Regions from separate parts of the Mus musculus genome. Here all the other regions are linked to region 1. The links are chromatin contacts, called in public ChIA-PET and promoter capture Hi-C maps. All regions are on one chromosome and are shown on one strand. Each heading gives the region's core, a stretch centred on a gene start, on an enhancer-like site or on the middle of the called end of the contact. The rest is flanking DNA. Distances are from core to core; before and after follow the strand shown. Region 1 holds the start of Tgds (TDP-glucose 4,6-dehydratase). Region 2 overlaps Gm52105 (a long non-coding RNA gene). Region 3 overlaps Uggt2 (UDP-glucose glycoprotein glucosyltransferase 2). Region 4 overlaps Dzip1 (DAZ interacting protein 1). Region 5 has its middle 7.0 kb from the start of Gm22379. Region 6 holds the start of Abcc4 (ATP-binding cassette, sub-family C (CFTR/MRP), member 4). Region 7 holds the start of Cldn10 (claudin 10).

What was found. Promoter capture Hi-C pulls out the DNA fragments that hold promoters and counts their contacts. ChIA-PET counts read pairs in DNA pulled down with a chosen protein or histone mark. Capture Hi-C pulls out chosen DNA fragments and counts their contacts.
Region 2: a promoter capture Hi-C map of fetal liver shows a contact between it and region 1, with 5 times the contacts expected there. The contact joins the enhancer-like site here to the promoter of Tgds in region 1. A contact is called at or near these places in 22 of 39 promoter capture datasets (the 3T3-L1 cell line, 3T3-L1-derived adipocytes, the HPC-7 cell line and 15 more), 2 of 484 Hi-C or Micro-C datasets (both in the G1E-ER4 cell line) and 13 of 115 datasets of contacts at active chromatin or transcription factors (acute myeloid leukemia, embryonic basal ganglia, embryonic forebrain and 9 more).
Region 3: a promoter capture Hi-C map of pre-B cells shows a contact between it and region 1, with 5 times the contacts expected there. The contact joins the enhancer-like site here to the promoter of Tgds in region 1. A contact is called at or near these places in 8 of 39 promoter capture datasets (the C10 cell line, the HPC-7 cell line, HPC-7-derived erythroid cells and 4 more), 8 of 484 Hi-C or Micro-C datasets (CD4 T cells, Th1 cells, erythroblasts and 5 more), 6 of 115 datasets of contacts at active chromatin or transcription factors (fibro-adipogenic progenitors, large pre-B cells, memory CD8 T cells and 3 more) and 2 of 9 other capture datasets (adipose tissue and liver).
Region 4: a contact with region 1 is called in an RNA polymerase II ChIA-PET map of memory CD8 T cells, with 16 read pairs. The contact joins the enhancer-like site here to the promoter of Tgds in region 1. A contact is called at or near these places in 2 of 39 promoter capture datasets (liver and pre-B cells), 1 of 484 Hi-C or Micro-C datasets (the G1E-ER4 cell line) and 6 of 115 datasets of contacts at active chromatin or transcription factors (astrocytes, bone marrow-derived macrophages, embryonic stem cells and 3 more).
Region 5: a promoter capture Hi-C map of neural stem cells shows a contact between it and region 1. The contact joins the enhancer-like site here to the promoter of Tgds in region 1. A contact is called at or near these places in 8 of 39 promoter capture datasets (the HPC-7 cell line, cranial neural crest, embryonic stem cells and 5 more), 2 of 484 Hi-C or Micro-C datasets (both in the G1E-ER4 cell line), 20 of 115 datasets of contacts at active chromatin or transcription factors (the 230-238 cell line, astrocytes, bone marrow-derived macrophages and 14 more) and 3 of 9 other capture datasets (adipose tissue, embryonic stem cells and macrophages).
Region 6: a contact with region 1 is called in a promoter capture Hi-C map of liver, with 2.8 times the contacts expected there. The contact joins the promoter of Abcc4 here to the promoter of Tgds in region 1. A contact is called at or near these places in 6 of 39 promoter capture datasets (cranial neural crest, embryonic stem cells, hippocampal neurons and 3 more), 3 of 484 Hi-C or Micro-C datasets (CD4 T cells, embryonic stem cells and uterus), 16 of 115 datasets of contacts at active chromatin or transcription factors (the 230-238 cell line, astrocytes, bone marrow-derived macrophages and 12 more) and 3 of 9 other capture datasets (adipose tissue, liver and macrophages).
Region 7: a contact with region 1 is called in a promoter capture Hi-C map of pre-B cells, with 3 times the contacts expected there. The contact joins the promoter of Cldn10 here to the promoter of Tgds in region 1. A contact is called at or near these places in 2 of 39 promoter capture datasets (embryonic stem cells and pre-B cells) and 7 of 115 datasets of contacts at active chromatin or transcription factors (astrocytes, bone marrow-derived macrophages, differentiating embryonic stem cells and 4 more).

The regions. Positions count from the first base shown.
Region 1 is chr14:118,130,988-118,134,059 of GRCm38.p6, forward strand. It overlaps Tgds (TDP-glucose 4,6-dehydratase), which reads right to left and starts at 1,778. Exons shown (of 12, transcript NM_029578.3): 1 at 1,657-1,778. The coding sequence starts at 1,742.
Region 2 is chr14:118,793,143-118,795,842 of GRCm38.p6, forward strand. All of the region lies in intron 1 of Gm52105 (a long non-coding RNA gene), which reads right to left. It also overlaps a transcript of Cldn10 not described here. Among named protein-coding and RNA genes, the nearest start is that of Gm52105, 3.2 kb to the right of the region's middle. Within about 2 kb of position 1,264, at least 15 of the 459 cell types and tissues checked have an H3K27ac peak or open chromatin away from gene starts, as enhancers often do. A contact at or near this core is called in the G1E-ER4 cell line and fetal liver, where this site is marked.
Region 3 is chr14:119,005,530-119,008,525 of GRCm38.p6, forward strand. Uggt2 (UDP-glucose glycoprotein glucosyltransferase 2) reads right to left here. Exons shown (of 39, transcript NM_001081252.2): 33 at 2,534-2,618; 34 at 1,616-1,798. Among named protein-coding and RNA genes, the nearest start is that of Dnajc3, 69 kb to the left of the region's middle. Within about 2 kb of position 1,707, at least 375 of the 459 cell types and tissues checked have an H3K27ac peak or open chromatin away from gene starts, as enhancers often do. A contact at or near this core is called in the HPC-7 cell line, Th1 cells, adipose tissue and 12 more, where this site is marked.
Region 4 is chr14:118,891,779-118,894,706 of GRCm38.p6, forward strand. It overlaps Dzip1 (DAZ interacting protein 1), which reads right to left. Exons shown (of 22, transcript NM_025943.3): 14 at 1-54. Among named protein-coding and RNA genes, the nearest start is that of Dzip1, 32 kb to the right of the region's middle. Within about 2 kb of position 1,408, at least 20 of the 459 cell types and tissues checked have an H3K27ac peak or open chromatin away from gene starts, as enhancers often do. A contact at or near this core is called in memory CD8 T cells, where this site is marked.
Region 5 is chr14:118,766,676-118,769,649 of GRCm38.p6, forward strand. No RefSeq gene overlaps it. Among named protein-coding and RNA genes, the nearest start is that of Gm22379, 7.0 kb to the right of the region's middle. Within about 2 kb of position 1,561, at least 21 of the 459 cell types and tissues checked have an H3K27ac peak or open chromatin away from gene starts, as enhancers often do. A contact at or near this core is called in the G1E-ER4 cell line, neural stem cells and pancreatic cancer cells, where this site is marked.
Region 6 is chr14:118,704,864-118,707,998 of GRCm38.p6, forward strand. It overlaps Abcc4 (ATP-binding cassette, sub-family C (CFTR/MRP), member 4), which reads right to left and starts at 1,356. Exons shown (of 31, transcript NM_001033336.3): 1 at 1,173-1,356. The coding sequence starts at 1,246.
Region 7 is chr14:118,853,546-118,856,334 of GRCm38.p6, forward strand. Cldn10 (claudin 10) reads left to right here and starts at 1,405. Exons shown (of 5, transcript NM_021386.4): 1 at 1,405-1,664. The coding sequence starts at 1,445.

The sequences.
Region 1 (3,072 bases), core at 528-3,027:
AGATAACAAATGACAGCATACTCACTGTCATTTGCCTATGCTTACAGTGACTTCTGCAACTGCTCTCTTGGTACTATACTATAAGTTGGCTTGTGTAAGCCTAAAATCTCAGGAGGGCTCTGGACTAAACCCAGGTTTCCTAGATTAATGATAGCTGAGTTTGAGCTTGGTACTGACAGTGGTTCCTGGAACTCAGAGGACCCTGAAATGGAGCTATCTCAGTAAAAGAAACATATATATATATAAACATATTTTGGGCTCTGGGGAGTAATGGCTAGCACTGGCCAATTGTAAAGGTGAAGTTTGTTCTTGGTGAAAAACTTCACTTTCCTTCATTTTCTAGGACATTCTTTGTGAACAAGCCCTTCCATGCAAGTACATGCATTTCCCCACGTACACGTCTGTTAATTAAGTGAATCTCAGCTTCCTGCTACCTACTCTCAGCAAAGTGTCTGTGGATTTAAAAGGCCCACTGCATGTTCTTGGGCAGTAACCAAGACTCTCTGACCCCTCCCCATGCAGGAGACACTACAAGGACAGAACTTCCTGTGGATCGCTCACGCATCCATCCACTCAACTCTTACAGAAGACCTTCACGATATGGCCCTGACCTTTCTTTCTGTGGGAGCTTAATGAACATCAGTCTACTCTCACACAGTTTATACTCTAGAAGAAGGGCAAGGCCATAAACAAGTAAACACAAGTACTCAATGTAATTTCAGGTAGTGCTGAGTGGATGGGTGGCCTAAGGTGTTCCCATAAGCACTCTGAAGGTGATATGCGGGTAAATTAACAGCCTATGCAACTGCCTCAAGTCGGGAAGCAGCACTAACCTCCTGTGCTCCGAGAAGCCTGAGAGGGTTGTGGGCGAGTACAGAAAAGCAAGAGACTAGGTTGGGAAGCAGGGCTCGAGCACCCGAGTCTTCTAGATCGGATAAAGACCCTGGACTTTCATTACAAGTCTCACAGAAACCATGACTGTAAAACTCTATGCAGCTGCATCTATCTCACTTAGGAACACACTCTACAAAGTGTAAAGAAAACGCGCGAGATCAACAGGAGAGGGATAGTAGCAGTGTTCTAAGGAAAAGGAGGCAGGGAACAGAAGTCAAATTAAGAATAAGCTTTGACACAAATAGAAAGGACAGTTTCACGGTAGGTGGGTGTGAGCCTCAAACAGGTTGGGAATAACAAAGGATTTGTAAACAGTTTCTAAAAAAGAGAAGACAAGACAAAGAGTCCCATTACGATCGATCCTCACATCGTGTAGAGGCGAGCTTTTGGAAAGGCCTTCATCTGCTGGCCGGAGCTTTGTCAGAGAGCGGGAAGAAAAGGGAATGAAACTGATGTGTGCTTCTCAGAAAAGTGACAGGTGGTAAACACCCCCGGGCAGGTAGGGGGTGGGACAGCAGCAAGGCACTCCTGAGTTCCCCTTTTTGTGGGGAAGGTGTTAAAGAAGTCGCATTTTCGAAGCAACCTCGTCTTGGCTGGCCAGAAAGTGAGGGAAACCGGATGGACATCCGGGCTGTGCATTGGGACCCTCCCCATAACGGATCTGCAAAGTCGTGGACCCGAAGTGCAAAAGACAAGGAGAACCGCAGGGCAAGGTTAGGATTTGTGGGGAGAAACTTCTCAGCCACCAGCACCGTTACCTACATGAAACCAGCACCCCCGGTCACCAGGACCCGCTTCGCGAAGCTGCCGGGAGGACCAGAACGCTCCTCCCGGCTCGCAGCGGACATCTTCAGCTCTGCAGAGCCAGCGCCGTAAAGCGCGGCGTCTGAAGAACCGAGGGAAGCAGCTTCACGACGCTTTACGACATGCCCCGCCCCCGACACGTTCAAAGGAAGTCGCAGAGGCTTCCGGGTTCTCCCAGACCCCAAAAGAGGGGCGGAGCCGGCAGTGGCACTGCGCAGGCGCGCACTCTCTAGCCCATAGTCACCAGCTAGGAGAAATTAGGGTCATTGGTACTAGGGTCTGGAATATTTTCTAAGCAAGTGTCACCAGCATGGATTACTACTATAGGTGCTTAGAAATTCGGAGTTATGAATCGATGCCTTCATTTTTGAACTTCAGCTATGCTCATAGACTAACACCCAGCTGAGCAGAATCCTCTAGAATGTATGCAGTATGGAAATGGAAAGTTGCATTGCAAAATTATGTTTCACTGTTGTAAATACTGTCACAAAAGGCGAAGGCCGCTTGCAATCATGATAAGTAAGTTTTGCAGAGTTCCCTGGAAGGTTTTACTCTCTTCTCTTGTCTGCTCACTGTGCCCCAATCCTGGTCCTTCTTGCTCTTATTTATATTACCAGGTGTTCTTCCCTGGTCTACCTGCCCTTTCCTCGGATGTCTGACTAGTGTTTACCTCCTTCAGTTCTCAGTTTGAGTGCCATCTTCCTATTAGAGTCATTCCTTGACTCTAACCATGCAGAACCATTTTTTTTTTTTTGTTTTCTTCTTATCATTCATCAACAAATTGGCCACTGATGTAATTTCTCACTGTCTCTGCTCCATGGAGGTAAGGCCATTCATTTCTCTGGGACCAGATCTATCACACACTCATCAACAAGTGGGCTTATCATATGATTGCTCACTGCTGTTTATATTATAGTCTGCTGCTTTCTATGAATTCGGAGGCTCTACCAAGTGGGAGTGATTAGAAGTCATATTAATTTTTTATGTACCGAGGCATCAAAAAAAAAAAAAAAAAGCCTGTCTTCAGTGAAAGAGAATAACATTACTGATCAAGAAGAAAGACATGAAGCCAGCAGGTGATAGCACACACCTCTAGTGCCAGCACCTGGGAGGCAGAAGCAGATGGATCTCTGAGTTCAAGGACAGCCTGGTCTACAGAGTGAGTTTCGGGACAGCCAGGTTACACAGAGAAACCCTGTCTCAAGCACACACACACACACACACACACACACACACACACACACACACGAGACAAAGGGAAAGTGCCTACAGTAATCAAAGCCCATGCTCTGCTTTTCCTTTAGAATCAACCTCACCCACGTTCTTGGTTTACCATTTACACAATTAAAGCTTTCAACAACTTAAACTTAGTAG
Region 2 (2,700 bases), core at 14-2,513, 660 kb after region 1:
TAATTGAGCTTGCGGTAATTAGCCATCTGGTCTACAATTAAGCCTTTGTCAGATTTTTGTTTTTTTGTTTTTTTGTATTATCAGCTAATTTGATTACCAAAGGTTGACGATTGGCAAGTGGCTATGCTGCCGTTCTTCAGATGCAAAGGGAGCTTGTGGGCTCTGATGTGTTGATTCATTAATGTGTTCTGTCATCAAAGCAATCCCTAGATTCCTGTCAGAGAAGGGGAACAGGACATGGGCCTGTCTAAGGGCAGGTAGCTGACAGTGAGGCAGATATCCAGCAAATATCAGCCTATCATGCTTAGAGATATTTGATGATTAAGTACAAGGGACACAGGATTCCCAGAAGAGCTGATGCTGAAATTGTCTGGCAAGATGGCAGAAATATGCCAAGGGAGGGCAAGAGAGAGGGCATCTCAGACTAAAGAACCTACCCAGCTCTGCAACTTATTAACTGCGTGGCTTGGGGGAGAATGACGAAGACTTGGCTCCTTGGACTGTAGACAGGGAGTGTTGCCTCTTTCAGGATTGGTGGTGAGTTAACGTGTGGGTAGCATGCAGCTGACACCTGCAAGCAAAGGGAGACCTAAAGCAGAAAAGAGCCACATACACCAGGGAACAGGCCAGAGCACTCGCATGGGACGACGACTGGCTGCAGACAAAGAGGAAACTGCTAGAGGCCTTTAAACTCTAAGGCAGGGTTGGACTTCAGCTTGAAAGAGTTAGAAGTGTCAAGAACGTGGTAAGCTTTGGGTGTCTGACAGCACTTGTCACGTGTGAGGATTGTCAGGGCTTCCTATTCGAACCTGAGCATAAGTAGCAGTGGGAACCTAGACAAAGACTTCTGGGAGTGGAGCTGAGGAAGAGTGTCAGAGGCTTATGAGAGATGGAAGGATTCCTGCTGGGAGCTTGGTGACTGACCAGAGAGAAAGGTGGCCACATCTATCCCCAATCTAAGTTCTTGTCCCTCTTCCTTGTTCAGTACTTTCCAGCACATGCCATGGTTTCAAGTTCTCCAATTCTTTCTTCCTGGTGACACATTTTAATTTATTCTTGACAACTGCCTACATGTGCATAATGCATTTTGACTATATTAGCTCCTCCCACCATAGCAGTAGAAACCCTAAGGCCATTGGAGCAGGAAGCTGAGGGCTCACAAGAGAGCACACTGGAAATAGCATGAGTGTCAAAGCCCACCTCCAGTAACAGGCCTCCTACAACAAGGCCACACCTCCTATTATAAGGCCACACCTCTCCTGACAAGGCCACGCCTCCTATTACAAGGCCACACCTCCTAGACCTCCCCAAACAGCACAACCAGCTTGGGACCAAGTATTCAAATACCCAAGGCATAAGTGAGCATCTCATTCAAGCCACCACACTCCTGGATTCCTTCTTCTCAATGACTTCCCTTGCTACTTTCAATTCTATTTTGTGGATGACCTCCTGAGGTTAATGGGGGGTTGCTTGTTGTGTGCCAACTTGACAAAACCTGAAATCTTTCAGAAAGAAAGCAGCCTCAGTTGAGGAAGTGCCTCCATGAGATCCAGCTGTAAGGCATTTTCTCGATTAGTGATCAAGGGTGGAAGGGCTCATTGTGGGTGATGCCATCCCTGGGCTGGTAGTCTTGGGTTCTATAAGAGAGCAGGCTGAGCAAGCCATGAGGAGCAAGCCAGGAGGCAGCGCCCCTCCATGGCCTCTGCATCAGCCTTTTGCCTCTAGGTTCCTGTCCTGTTTGAGATCCTGTCCTGACTTTCTTTGATAAGGAACAACAATGCAGAAGTATACACCAAATAAAGCCTTCCCTTCCCACCTTGCTTTTTGGTCATGGTGCTTCAACCGAGCAATAGAAGAATCTAAGACACTATGTAACCACAGGCAGGAGGTTATCCACAGGGGCATGGCTATACCACTGTAGAAAAGGACTTCCCTCTCTAGAAACTTTTCACTGCTCAAGCCCCTCCCCCATCAGTGATGGACTGTTGGCTGTCCCTATCTCATGTAGGTCCTGTGCAGGCACCTAGCATGCATGATTGCTACATTGTATCCTCCTCATCCTCAAGTGTTCCCATAATTCCTGTCTCCCACCACCACCTCCCACATGTTCCTTGGGCCTTGAGGGAGGCTTTACGGATGAGCACATAGGGATGAGCACCCTCCAGCCAGCTGTTCTCAAAACTTTGACAAACCGCGAGTCTCCACTAACTATCACCACCCATTACAAAAACACATTCCTAACCTCACGTTTAGGAAAATTAAAGAACCGGCTGTGTGGGATGAATTAGAATAGCTTGAGTGGATTTAGTTTTTACGTAAAAGACTGTACATTTTAGAAATTTAATACAAACCCGGGGTGGGGGGGGGGCGGGGAATGGAGTGAGCAAAAGAAATGGATGCAACTTTAGGCGCCACTAGTGGAGCAGTTAGCAAAATTAAGAGAGAAACAAAGTAACCATGCTCCCCAGGGAGCCGCATTCTACCTTAAGAGATTTGAACAAAGGAAACCGCATTCACTCACAGGAGGATGTAACAGCAGGATAGGGTGGTGGGGGTGCATTTAGTGTTCCATACAGGGAAAGGCAAAACATAAAAAGCATAAGGGTGTGCAAAGAAGGAAAGTGGAATTTGGGGTACATGTTACAGTGAAGCTGGATTTAGGATCACCCGGAGAAGTAATTTCTACCAGAGTGCCCCACA
Region 3 (2,996 bases), core at 457-2,956, 870 kb after region 1:
ATGCATGTGTGCAGGTACATATGCACGTATGTAAGCATGCATGAATATTTTCGGAGTTGATTGTGACAAAGAGTTGGGCCCGGCCAGAGTGTGGGTATATGAATGTTTGAATGTATATGCGTCTGTGTACATTTGCCTGTATACAGCATCTTAATTCTTTTTTTTTTTTAAAGATTTATTTATTTTATTAATGTAAGTACACTGTAGCTGTCTTCAGACACTCCAGAAGAGGGAGTCAGATCTTGTTACAGATGGTTGTGAGCCACCATGTGGTTGCTGGGATTTGAACTCCTGACCTTCGGAAGAGCAGTCGGGTGCTCTTACCCACTGAGCCATCTCACCAGCCCCAGCATCTTAATTCTTTTCCTTTCCTTCCTCTGTGGTTCACAAAGAGTTAACCAGCTTAGCCAGAGAGGCTTCTGGCTGCTGACTCACCAGAGTAAGGAGCCCAGCAATAAATTTTTGCATTTAGTCCCCTGCTGTTCTACAATGAGGTGATAAATAGTCTCTGGCCTCAGAGCTCAGACGGCAGTGGCTTAGACTTCACCCAGGCAAGGGCCCTGCTCTCTTCTCTGCCGTCTTTTCCTCCCGGTTGGCTTTTGTTTCCAGGTGGCCTCATTCGTGCTTCTGCACTGAGCTCCTCATCCTCCTGCCTCACTCTCTGCAGTGCTGGACTTAGAAAAAAAGCTGCCCCCATCTCCACTCCATGCTTATCAGCAAATTCTAATATAAAACCTGAAAATACACCTTTGTCCTTGATATGTCGTTTATATCCTGTGAATTCACTTTATATACACGAACACTTAAGTATTCCTGCATTAGAAATTCTGTACACTTGTCAAATATTTTCATGATTACTGATGACAAATATCCTGAAATGAGCTAATAATTCTATACATACAGATTTGGAAATGAAGGTGGCTTTTCATTATCTCCAGCTAAATTTAGAGCCTTTCCTAAGTAAGTCATGGACAGATGGAAACTTGATGGTTTCACTGTTGATGGTGGACGCAGGAGAGAAGGGCCACACTCACCACTCACCGCTAACCTTCCCAGCAAGTCAGCAGCTAGAGGAAAACCCGTGCATACCCGCGCAGGTGCGCGGAACCCGTGCATACCCACGCAGGTGCATGGAACCTGTGCATACCCGCGCAGGTGCGCGGAACCCGTGCGTGCCCGCGCAGGTGCGCGGAACCCGTGCGTGCCCGCGCAGGTGCGCGGAACCCGTGCGTGCCCGCGCAGGTGCGCGGAACCCGTGCGTGCCCGCGCAGGTGCGCGGAACCCGTGCGTACCCGCGCAGGTGCATGGAACTGTTTTTATAACGAATAATGTACACATGTCTTAGTTTTACTTGCCAAATTATACAATAATAATAATGGCTGTTTCAGATAGGAACTGCCATGTTGTACGCAGACGGTACTTCTTGTCACACTTTCCCGTCTGCGCACGCTCTGCTAGTGTGTTTTTAAACTCCAGGTTCTTAGTGGATATAAAAAATGTCGTGTCGTGTATGTCTAAAAACTAACAGTGACAATCAATGAGCAATGCAAATCCTCATGTTCATGTTCAGTTAGATGCAAAGCAAGCTTTAGTAAAAAGTAATCGCTCTTGTTACCTGGTCAGCATCAACAAATATGACTTTGTCCACAGCCAGTGGGAAAAGGACATCAAGGAAAAGGATTTTGTAACCCCAAATGATTCGCTGCTTGTCAGTCTGTTGATGAAGCCAGTGGGGCCACTTATACTGCACAAGCTCATACTGGAATCCATATTCCTTAGCCATGTGAGGAATTACCTCCTAGACACATATAACAAATCAAACAATACATTTTAGAAGAAGCTTACTATAAATCATTATAAAGAAACTGAAAACTGCTTAAATACTATTCTAATAAACTTGTTCCCAAGCTGAAAGGGAGTGTGTGAAGGAGGAAGGGGAGGGAGCGGCAGCAGACGTGTCTGTTGGAGGAAGTACGTCACTGGAGGCGGGCTTTGAGAGTGTTGAAAGACTGCTTCAAGCTTGTGGCTCAGCCTCCTGCTCCAGCTCACGCCCACTGCTTGCTGCCTTGCTTCCCCAAACAGACTCCTCAGGAACTGAGACAGACAGGTAGTTAGGCCAATGACCTTCTGGCTGGAGGGAGGGCCTGGCTACTGTGAACAGAGCAAAGCTACAGGCTTACACCTGCGCACTCACCAGTGTTTATGTTATGCACGAAAGCACCGTACGAAGAAGAAACAGAGAGAAAAAGCAAACCAGAAAGGAAAACCCCGTTTTGAAGAGGCATTACTTTTGCCATGAAGTGCTGCAAGGTTTTTATCCAGAGAATGGTTTTTCTAATTAGTGATAGCATCTGCTAGGACGGATCCTGTATTGTGTCATCTCAGTCCATGTGTTTTCCACTCCCATGCCCTATTTGGCAAATACACATTTAAAAACCTCACATTGAAAAGGGAAATGTTTTCAGAGATTACAATGGTAACAAAGAAATTAGTATCAAGCTTTAGCCACATTGTAAAATAGCCATGTGCTTACTTTAAATGTTGGCGAGAGGTAATTCTTCAGAAACCAGAACTTCACGGGAGTTTCGGTGTTCCGCAGAACAGAAAGCATCATAATCCTAAGTCAAAGGACATGGAGACAAATACAGGGTAACTTATATTCAGAGGCCTTTAAATGATGACTTATGAATACACATTGTGAAATATGTAGAGGTAAACTAAAACACCTTCAGACATTATGGCTGTGACAATAGGCAGTGCATAAGGATGTAAGGGTGCAAATATCACAGAGCCACTGTGTGATCAATACAAGGCTTTCAGAAGAGAAGGGACTGGTGCATTCTGGGACTCTGCCATGTGGTTGCTTTACCCAGGCCTTTCAGTGAAGGAGAGAGGCGCGCCCCTGAAAGTGCTCTCTAAAGCACCAGGATCAGAACTGAAATATCTCTGAGGCATTCTTTGTGGTCCTTTATATAAACTCTTAAAAATATTCTTTA
Region 4 (2,928 bases), core at 158-2,657, 760 kb after region 1:
CCTCTGAAGAAAGTTCTTCTATTGGTTCCAGTATGTGTGAAGAGAACACTTGCTCTGTCAATGAAGAAGAAAAGGAGTTACACGAATACATTTGTTTGCTTCCAAATAATTTATACAGACATACATAGGTATATACAAGCTACTATATGCACATATCCCCCGATATATTTTGCCTAAATAGCAAAGATCTATTGGGAAATACTAAGGCAATAACTTCTGATTTTATTATTTTAGTTTATTTATTTATTTATTTATTTTTAAAGATAGGGTCTTATATAGCTGAGGCTGGCCTTGAACTCTCTTTATAGTGAGCAGTGACCTTTAACCTTGATCCTGCTTCCACCTCCTACACGGTTGGGTTGTGAGCATGGTCCACCATGCCTGGCTGAGGCGGCAACAACTGGCCACTTTTTCAGGAACTCTCCGATTTCTAGGTATTCTCTATTAACTTCAATTATTTTTAAATTACATATTTCGAGGACTCAAGCCTCTCATGCCTTAATCTCTCGCTGACACATGAGATACAACTTAAAAAGTTCTTTCCCATGAGCCATCTGTTTAAAATACAACAGCAGAGATAAAGCCAAGTAGAAGCCAGACCGTCCGTCCAAGAGGGACGGATTAGAACTTCATAGCACACACCTATGCCTGGCCACCTGCTGGAACTCTTAACTTTTGGCTAGGAGAAGCTGGCAAAGATGAAAAGAGCGAGTAAAACTCGAGTGTGAAGCAAGAGCGGGTAAGCAGTCACACGGAGACACAATCTTACAGATATCCAAGGCCCCAAACTCCAGCTCTGTCTTAGAGAGCCCCCAGGGCGAGGCTACAGGCTGGAGATGAGCCTGGCCTTACAGTAGGGTGAAGTGGAGAGAGCTATCCCATCTCACCCAGGACATGAGTTGGAGACTGGGAAATACGATGCCCGGTTGACTTTTACCAGGGACATGACTTTTATCCATCTGCACAAGGAAATCTGCCAGGAGCTCTATCAAACCAAGCCCCATCCTGGGAAGGGATGAAAGACACATGGGGAAGGTGCTGGGGCAGGGGCCGTGGCGGCATTCGGGATTGAGGCACCGGCAACAGGCAACCATCAAGCTGGCTTACAGGATACACAGCTCACCCACCTGCAGCTCAGAGACCACAGAGCACTTTTCCTCCTGACACTCTTTCACCCGCCTCCCCCCCGTCACCCTAAGCAGTCAAAGAATCTCTAACTATGCTGTATATAAGTGCCAGGCCATCCACCAGGCCATCCACGCTCGAGGTCACACTCCTGTCCCTCACTGTGGGAAGGTTTTCGATCCAAGTCTGACTGGAAAATAAAAGGCTCGCATGCACGATTGCAGGGGCCTCCACAGTTCTTGAGCTCTCACGGGTTTCGTGCAGAGCTGGGGCATAACACCTTCCTACCACAGGAAGCAATAAAAGCTGAGAGTCCCTCTCAGACAAGACAAGCTACAAAGAAGCCTCTGAGACCAGACCAGAGACCATCAGAGCTTTCCAGAAGTCTAGAACAGTCATTTGGAAAAAACTCTAATGTGATGAGTTCCCTGCAGGCCGTGGAGTGTGCTCCAGGTTCCAGGCATTAGCGAGCTGTCGCGCATGCTCCCATGCACCCATGTCCCTCGGTGGAGCTGTTGCCTGAATCATTTCTGCTTCTGTAAGTAGCCAGCTCTTAGGGAAGAACTGTTAGGTCCACAGTTACCAATAGCCCAAGCTGCTCTTTCCAGCCTTGATTCTTTGGACATACTCTGTCCAAGCCACTGTCTCCATAATCCAGCTCTCCAATCCTTCATGCCCAGCATGATCAAGGACATCCAAAGGCTACGCATGTCCACAGAAACACCTCGACAAGTGGAGTCTTGTGCTTAGTCCTCCTTGAATAATCAGAACCAACATCTCCCTCAAGTCTCTTCTGTGTGCTCTGTGCTCAGCTAAGTGATTAGCTGTGCCACTACTATAGTCAGTGTTTGCCTGCTACATATTCTGCCCATTGTCTGCCCTACCTAGAATGCCATTCCAACACATTCATTTTTGCCTCCATGACTCAAATTGCCAGAGACTGACAACCCATATCACCATAGTCTATCTGTTCCCTTGTAATAACACAATGGCAACTATTTGGTTATTTTGTAGACTGCAAATTCCTTAAGGACAGACTTTGTTTCCATTTATTCCTGAGGCTGCTGCACCTGGCCTTGGCCTTGCACATGCAGGTTATGTTAGCATTCTGTCTAAACTCCACCCCATAGTTACCAGGCAACAACCATGTAGGCCTGACCCACTATAAAAGTGGCTGCTTGCCCTCTCCTCCCTCTCTTACTCTTTCTTCCCCCTTGCCCTCTTGGGCTCTTCCCTTCCCCTCTCTCTCCACGTGTTCATGACCATGGCTGGCCTCTACTTATCTACTCTCTCCCTCTCTCTGCCTTTCTCTGCTTCTACTACCCTCTTAACTCTTAAATATCGATTAATTAGCACTTTAGTTCCTGCATGGTTCTGTGTGCATAGGTGTATAAGTGTGTGTGTGTGTGCATGTGTGTGTTCATATGTTCTGTGTATGTACATCTGTGCATATGTCTATGTATGCTGTGTGTGTATGTGCACGGGTATTCATATGTGTGTACAATGTGTGTATGTGTGCGCATATGTTCATGTGTGCTATATGTGTATGTGTGTGCATGCGTGTGTGATGTGTGTGTTTGTATGTATATACATGTATGTGTATGCATGTATGTATTGCATGAATGTGTGCATGTATGTGTGTGCATGTGTGTGTTCTGTATGTGTACATTGTGTGCATATGCTCATGTGTGCTGTGTGTGTATGTGCATGGGTGTTCATGTGTGCATGTGTAAGTTTATGTGTTCATGTGAATGTCACGTGTTTGTATGTATGTGAGTGTGTGTGTACATATGTGTGTGATAT
Region 5 (2,974 bases), core at 311-2,810, 640 kb after region 1:
TTACCTCTGAAAGGTAAAGGATGATCTATCAATGACCTTTGCTGTGAAGCCCGCTGCTTCTGTTTGTTTATGGATATTTATAAGGGAGGAAGTGCAGTGTCCAGGGTGTTTTCTCTGTGGCTTCCCTCTTCTTCGTGATCAATCTGTTATTAGACTGATAACCCGCTGCAGCACCAGGGCAAGTGGGATGGCTGCTCTTGAGCACCATTCTCTTCTCTTTGATGAAGCACTGCTGGGAGGCACACTGGCTCCGGACCGTGGGGAAACCCCTGTCTTTAGGATATAACCCCACTGGCATCACTTTTGCCTTGGATACTCCCAACCTTGGAAGGACTGACCCAGAGTGTAGAGAACTGGAGGGTTCCGTGAAAGGGCTCCATGTAAGTCTATTAGACCATCGGTGAAGTGTCAGATGCCCTTCTACAAAACATGGTGTAAGTGTAAGGGGCTTTTCTGTGCGGCAGGAATTAATTGGGTGCCAAATGTAAAAGGGTGAGCTTTTCTATGCCTGCCCTTGCTTTGAATAATGACACAGAGACCTGGTATATTTATTGAAAACTTCAGGCACTGAGCTGGGCAGATTCTGATATTCTAACTGGACTGTGCTGGTCTGGACTATTTTCCAGCCACAGGGCATTCCTGCCATCTTGGTCTCCCTCTGGCTTTCCTCAGTCCTGCCCTCTTGGCATCTCTTCCCCCATCTGATACCCTCTGCCTTCTCTCTCTGGGCACAGAAGGCTCTCTTATCCTCTCCAGCCCAGACATAAGCTGACCAGCTCTTTACTGACCAGTCAGAAGATGGTGGACAACCGTGTTTTACAAAATCACGAAATGTCATGAAAAGCTTCATAATAATAACAACACCGGAGCCGGGCATGGTAGCACACGCCTTTAATCCCAGCACTCAGGAGGCAGAGGCAGGTGGATTTCTGAGTTCAAGGCCAGCCTGGTCTACAAAGTGAGTTCCAGGACAGCCAGGGCTATACAGAGAAACCCTGTCTGGAAAAACAAACAAACAAACAAACAAACAAAAATAATGACAACACCCAGGGCCAGGCTGCAGCCAGAAATCAGCATGTGACTACACAGTGCACAAACACCTCCCCCAACAACAAGGATTAGAGAAACCGGGGCGAAAATAATATCCTCCAGGTGTAGAGCGCTCAATTTGTGACTACTTCTCAACGACAAGATATTAAGTTTCTATGGTGTTCCAGTTCCTCCAGAGTACTGTGTACTTAGTAGTTGCATGGTGCTGTACTTGATGCTCAGTAACATCCTTCCACTAACTTCTCACCAAGTGACTCACGGCTGTCTTTCTCAGTAAGGAAATTAAAGCTAAACTCTCTGGTCCTGGGAAGATAGAGGATTGGAAGACCGGATATCGGAAGTAAGTAATCAGCCGTCTTAGCCTCAGCTCTGGTCTTCTGCTTCCATTTACTTCCACGGCCAATCATTCTTAAGAAGAGTTCTAGTTTCAGGTCACCTCCCTTCTGAGCCTTCTGAGCTGAGTCGGTGGCCACAGTGTCTTATTGGTGTGTGGCCGCCACCTACTGGTCACGATATGCAACTGCAAGAGTGGGCAGGATGTGTGGATCCCTAGCGCGTGTTCAAGGTGATTGGGGTTCTTAGCTCTCCTCACCCACACACCTAGGAAAGGCTACAAGAGGCCTGACTTACGGTCGGTCGTAAGAGGGGGGAATGGATGGCTAAACGTGACGTATTCCGACATTGAATAATAAGGTATAGATGTGCAATCATGCACGGTGTACCGTGACAGCACCACGTTCCGTAAATGCACAGCGTTTAAAAGTTGCCTTCCCCTGAATGAGTGAGTGTGAAAGTCACACCCAACGCCTGCTACACATTTGCTAACCCGTATTAATAAATCCGCCAGTGATCCGTGGTTCCTGTGCAGTCACAGATAAGGTGTCTTATCTGGGTGATTCTGGAATGACCGTAAGGTGCTTGGTTTTCCCGTAACCAAGTTAAATAAACACAAGTGAAACTAAGAGGGTGTGCTCAGCAGAGTTAATAAGCAAGTGAATCTTCCGTAAGCCATGTTGGGATAACTAGAATAAAGAGTGTTGGGGCCAGCGAGATGGCGGCATGAGTGAAGGCACTTGCCACCAAGCCTGACAGTGAGAGTCAATTCCAGGGACACACATCGTGGAAGGGAAGAATCAACTCCTACAAGCTATCCACTGACACACACACACACACAAACACACACACACTCACATATACACTCACACACATATCACACACACACATACACGCACACACATACACACACATCACACACACACATCACACACACATATACAGTCACACACACATCACACACACATACACATTCACACACATCACACACACACATCACACACACATCTCACACACACATTTCACACACACACATCTCACACACACATTTCACACACACACAGCACACACACACAGCACACACACATCTCACACACACACACACATCACACACACACACACTCCTCTTTCAATTAATAAATGTAATCATTTTTCAGAAGTTTAAAAAACTAGAGCTATAAACAGCAGGTAACAACGCTTTCCCACAGATGAGGGTGTGGGAATGCCAAGCTTCTGCACACCTTACTGATACCAGGGCATCCGCTTCTGGACCCAGAGAAGGGGGTCCTTCTAGTGCACTTTTGTTGATGCCATTTGGCCAGTGGTATTTGGTTAGGGTAGCCCAAATTGCAAATGAGGCCACCAGGCCTCCCTCTGGCCTCTTTCCAACCAAATTGTTTTCCCTAACCTGCTCATGATAGAAATTCTGGCATGGCACCCCTACAACTTGACGATCATCTGCTGTTTGCCGGTATAACCTGATGCAGTGGAGCTCCGAGGTGAGCCATTCCAGGATCACGGAGCAGAAAGACATCCAGATCAAAAGTTGACGAGCTTAGAAGAGGATCCACACGGGACAGACAAGGGTCAT
Region 6 (3,135 bases), core at 106-2,605, 570 kb after region 1:
CTTGACCGAGTGTCCAAAATCGGATCCTGCACACACTGCATCAGCAGTTAAAAACAGTAGTAAATGACTCTGAAGCTCCCTAGGTTTTCACATTTTAAAAAGGTAACATTAGAACGTGAGGAAGATGAAATGGCGGAGGTCAAGGAATAAAAACTATTCTTGTTAGCCAAGCGTGTACTAGCCAGCCCAGGCTACTAGGCGGAAAACTACTTAGGAATGTCATCTATCTAAACCTCTTCACCTGTTTCCTACAAAAAGAGGGGTGGGGCGGAGACCAGATCAGGGAACCCATCAGTGGTTTTAGGCATGGAAACCTTGACTCCTGTCTCTGAACACATCTTGGTAAGACCCCCAACAGGCTTCCGAAACTCATTCCCAAGAGGGATATGGCCATCAAAGGCAGAAATGAAAAGTCCATCTAACAGGGGAAAATGTACTCCACTATGGCTGCGTTTCTGTCAAGAGGAAAACATCATGTTGATCTTGCTCAAGAGTAGTGTCCCCATTCGTAACTAAATAAAACATCGTAATAAAGTGACCTTTTAACTCACAGCCATACTTAGGTACTAGGACACACACAGAGGGGCCAGAAGGAGAGACGGGATCCTAGAAGTTAAACTTCCTTACACACACACACACACACACACACACACACACACAGGCAATCAATGGACCTGAAAGATGTCTGGTAAGGTGTTTCAGAAGGCCATGGGGACAACAGAGTTTGGCGTTCGCCCAGAACTCTAACTTCAGCTGCTTTTTGATAAGCCCATCTGTTCACTGCTGCTTAAAGAGAAATAAAGAGGTGCAGTTTGGGTGAGGGAGTTGTGCAAGCCCTGAGCCGGGATGGGAAGCTAGCGAAGGTGGGCATACAGAGCCCGCCCTCCAGGGCACCCCCGCACCTCCCATGGATCCCCACGGTTTCGGGTGGGCGCCACCTGCGTCTGCCACCGGTCCCCGCGTGCCCCTCCTGGAGGAGAGCGGCACGGGCGTGGGGTGCGGGCGGGGACCGCAGGCCGCGTGGCGCACGCGCGACAAGGAGCCCGGAGTGTAAGGCTGTGCAGGAAACGCATCCTCCGACCATCAGGGACCGGCGCTGAGCATCGGACACGCGGCTAAGCCGACGCGGAGCATCTCGTGGACGGAGGAACGGGCCCGGACCCGGCACTCACCAGAAGAACACGCGCGAGCAGAGGTTGGCGTCCTGCAGCGGGTTGGGTTTCACCTCGGTGTGCACCGGCAGCATCTCGCCCGCGGTGCGCGCGGCCGGGCGGCGGCTCCGGGAAGCGCGGGTGAGGATGCTCGAGCTCCGGCCTCGGCCGGAGCCTCGCAGGCAAGCAGCGGCTTCCGGGAACCAAGCGCCGGCCCGCCCTGACCCCGCCTCTCGGGGCTCCTCGGGGCGCCCGCTACGCGCTGTCGCCGCCGCCTCCTCGAGCCTGGGAGAAGCGTGTCGCGTGAGAGCGCAGGGGGACGGCCGCTGGGGAAACGACAGAGACCAACCGCGCGCAGGTGACCGGGGGCGGCTCGGGGAACGCGGAGCCGGGCGGGGAAGCCGCACGTGCTTGAGACCCGTTGCAAACTTTGCCGAAGTTTAAGATCAGCACCCAAGCACCACCCTGAAGGTGGCGGGGGCGGTACCGGCTGTGCCCGCCCCCGCGCTCGGAAACGCCCCCTAGGCTTTGCGCTCCTGGAGATCTGGTGAAAGCCGCCTGGCTTTGCCTGCGGTCCCCTGGCATGCTGCCCTCATCAGGACCAAATAGGGTGCTGTGGGAGATTGTTCCACCTGCAGGCCAAGAGTCGGACCTGGAACAACAGCAAGGTTTATCAGATTGCCTTTGCAGACCTTAAAGCCGTGAAGACCGTCAGGCCACCCGATATTAGGACACAAGGATTTGGGGAGATGAATAGAGTGCTACCATTTCGGACGGCTTCTTGACCTTTCCTACATTGCTTGGCATGGCGGACCTGTGTAAGCAGTTGGCTGTCCTCTTAGATTAGGTAAGGGAAATCAGATAATACGCTGCCTGGCATGTTTCTTTCACGGAGCCCTGAGAGGCTCCCAGAGGATCCGTGGCAAAGGGAACCGATGTTACAGGACACCTTGCTGTGCCTTTCTATAAGCCTACTCCGCTTCTAATTTACTTTTCGAAATGGTTATTACTATTTTACTGAATAAATTCAGACTCAAAAGATCTAGCTTGTCCGAGATCTTAAGGTTAGTGATGATGAAATCTGACTTGTACTCAAGCTGGCATAAGAAGTGCCAGGGTGCCCCGACACAGTGAGGAAGGTATGGGTCCTGGCTCGTGGACTAGTGTTCACAAGCCCAGGGTTCTGGCGTGGCCGTGTTAACTGCCTCTGCTGCTTTGGTTCACTTCAGCGCTGGGTAAGGAAAGAAGAGCGGTTTCGAATTCATGGCCCTAGTGACAATTTCACCGGTCCTTTTGCTGTGAGAAAATACTCTGACCAGAAGCAGCTTGGATAAGAAAGAGTTTATTTCAGGCTTACACTTGCAGGTAATAAACAGTCTATCACGGAGAGAAGTCGGGCCCAGAGCTGAAACAACAACAACCCTGTTGGCCTGTTGGTGCTGACTCCAGCCTGCAGTGGGCTGGGTCCTCATGCCATCTCCAATGGGTCATTCTCTCACAGCTGCCATCAGCCAAGCCCATCTGGGCAGTTCTTTACTTGAAGTTCCTAATTTTCTGGTGACTCTAGGTTGTGTCTGGTTGACAATTAAAAAAAAAAAAAAAAAAAAAAAAAGCCGGGCATGGTGGCCCATGCTTTTAATCCCAGCACTCGGGAGGCAGAGGCAGGCAGATTTCTGAGTTCGAGGCCAGCCTAGTCTACAAAGTGAGTTCCAGGACAGCCAGAGCTATACAGAGAAACCCTATCTCAAAAAACCAAAAAAAAAATCTAAATGAATAAATGAATAAATAAATAAATAAATAAATAAAAATAAAAGTCAACTAACTTAGCTTTCTTTGGTCATTTCCCATATGCGCTTATTTAAGTGTATAGCAATAGTTTGTGCAGAGTGTCTTGGTATAAATAAGCAGTTGTTTAGAAGTCAAGTCATATGTAGTGCCCACAGCTTTAATCCCATTAGTTTGGAAGTGGAGACAGGAGAAACAA
Region 7 (2,789 bases), core at 155-2,654, 720 kb after region 1:
GCTCACTGGCCAGTCAGTTTGCTAGAATGGTGAGCTCCTAGTTTGGTGATGGATCCTGTCTCAGAAAATAGGGTGAACAGCCCTAAAGGTTGATATTTAATGTCTAACTCTGACCTGCACACACACACACACACACACACACACACACACACACTCACACACACTCGCACAGCACACACACATATTCTCACACATGCATGCATACAGATACGCACACAAGCCGCACCCACACGCCCACACACTCTCACCTACTGTGTGCATACACTCACACACATGCACAAACACTATGCACACACTCATAATTCTCTCTCTCACTCACACAAGCAAGATAAAAACAAAAGTCGAGAAGGGCTGGGGAGATACACAATCAGTAAAGCTTGAGTTTGGATCCCCAGCCCCTCTGTAAAAGGCCAGACCCGCGGTGGGTGTACAGCTGGGGAGGGAGGCAAAGAAAGGGAATCCCTGAGACTCGCGGCACGGGCCTAGGCCAATCTGAAAGACAAGTCGCAGTGAGAAGGACCACTAAACAAAGTAGATGGCACCAGGGGCTGCTCTCTGGTCTCCACACTCACAGACACACACACGCACACGCACACACAACTGAGCAAAGATTCATAGACATCTCTCTCTTGCTTCAGAACCCTCCCAGACCAGACTCCCCAAACTGAAAGTGTGTTGCTCTGGGGGGAAAACGAGTCAAATGACAGCCCCATATCTAGTGCATTAATTAGCCAAGACCCTCACGGGGCTCTCTGGAACTTGAGCTGGGCTCATCGGCTACCTCCCAATTAAGTCTGAGCTTCCTGATTAATACTTTCCACATGCCACTAGGCCGAAGAGAACTGAATTTTAAGGGGAAGGCCAGTTTCAGTCCCAGTATGCCCCTCTTCACAAGCCAAACAGGGTCACGCAAACAAGCGTTGCTCACTGGCCTTTTGCATTCAGCAAAGCGAGGCTGCGTTACCATACCGTTTCTTTTCAGGGCACACCAAAGTTGTTTCTGTTCTGCTTTTGCAAGGCACCCAGTGAGTCAAGCTATTTGCCGCGGGTAGGGCTGAGTCGGGGTGGCTCGGTGGGAGGCGCAGCAGGCTATCCACATCTGGTTGTCCCTGGACAGCACCAATAAAAGAGCCGGTTTCCGCGGCTCCTCTGTGAGAGATTTGGGAACCTCGGGCCCGGGGGGAGAGGGGAGAGCGCTGGTCTGAGGGCTTTGCGATTGCAGACGACGGGCCAGCTGCTGGGGGCGGGGGACCCAGGAGGTACCCCAAGACCTCCCCGCGCGCTCTGGGTGCCCTGACAGTACTGTGAGTGCGGGTCCGCCAGTGCCCTCAAGTGCCCAGTGGGCGGGACGGAGGCGGTGACCGGGGGCGGAGCCTCGGGGCTGGGCGCGTGGGGGTCGCGGCAGCGGGATCGGGAACCAGCGAGAGCGCCGCTGCAGCCCAGCATGGCTAGCACGGCCTTGGAAATCGTCGCCTTCGTAGTCTCCATCTCGGGCTGGGTGCTAGTGTCTTCCACACTGCCCACCGACTACTGGAAGGTCTCCACCATCGATGGCACTGTCATCACCACAGCCACTTATTTTGCCAACCTGTGGAAGATCTGCGTTACCGATTCCACCGGTGTCGCCAACTGCAAGGAGTTCCCCTCCATGCTGGCGTTGGATGGTCTGCATCTCTTTGGGACCCCATCCCCATCCCTGCTCCTTGCTGGCTTTCCAAGCGGGCGCGTCCTCTTATGGACCGGCCGTGGGATTCCCGGGTGGGGGAGGCTGGGTCTTATACTCTGCCCCGGGAGGGTCTGCGATGCCCGCTGTCTACGGATGGGTGTCCGGTGGGGCGTCTTCTGAGCCTGGGAACCCCTGGTGGTGACGAGTAGGATCAATTCAGGTAGTTGTGGCGCACAAGGCTGGTCCCGCGTCTGTCTGGGACTGAGTGTAGGGCAGCAGAGGCTGGCCACCCCACGACCAAAATCTGATTCTCATTAAAATGACACCACTGAGATCCATGAATGCTCGCCTTGATATCGCTTTAGCGGGTTCATTGAGTCTTTGAAAAGCCAGGCACGGAGGAGAGGCAAAAGAACCATATTGAAGTTTGTTGCTGTTTTCCTTTAAAATCCCTCCTACAAACTTGAGGGCTTGAGCTTCATTCTTTTTCTCAGTTTCAAGAAAATCAGTAGCCCTTGCTCATACGGGGGGTGGGGGTGAAGTGGCTCAGAGGGCAGGGGACGTTGGACAGCAGAGATCAACAGGATGAGTGACCACTCTTCCAGGCTTTGTGCAAGCATTCTGGGTCTTCTTCGCTTGGTATATGAATATATATATATATATATATATATATATATATATATATATATATATAAATTGGAGATAGATATTAACATAGGAAGATGTTATATTTATAATTTATATAATTTATATATTTATATATTTTATATTATATTTATATTTATATATATTTTATATTATATGTATATATATATTGGAGATATATATATATATATACATATATTGGAGATAGATATTACCATAGGAAACTGACCGTTTAGTTTCCAGGGTATAGTCAATACAGTATAATGCTCGTTCATGTTCTAGGCTCTTCCAGGGTTTTGCAAATGACTAAATGGATTCTGGCAGAAACTTAAGAAGAGCAGCTTGCTCCACTTCTAGATGTGAGGCGTTTTCCTTTTCTTTATTATTCCTCTTGCCATTTTTATTTGCATAGCTGGGTAAATAGAAGACTTGATTCCCCTAAGACAGTGCTTGCCACAAAGGGCAAACTGTTGCTCAA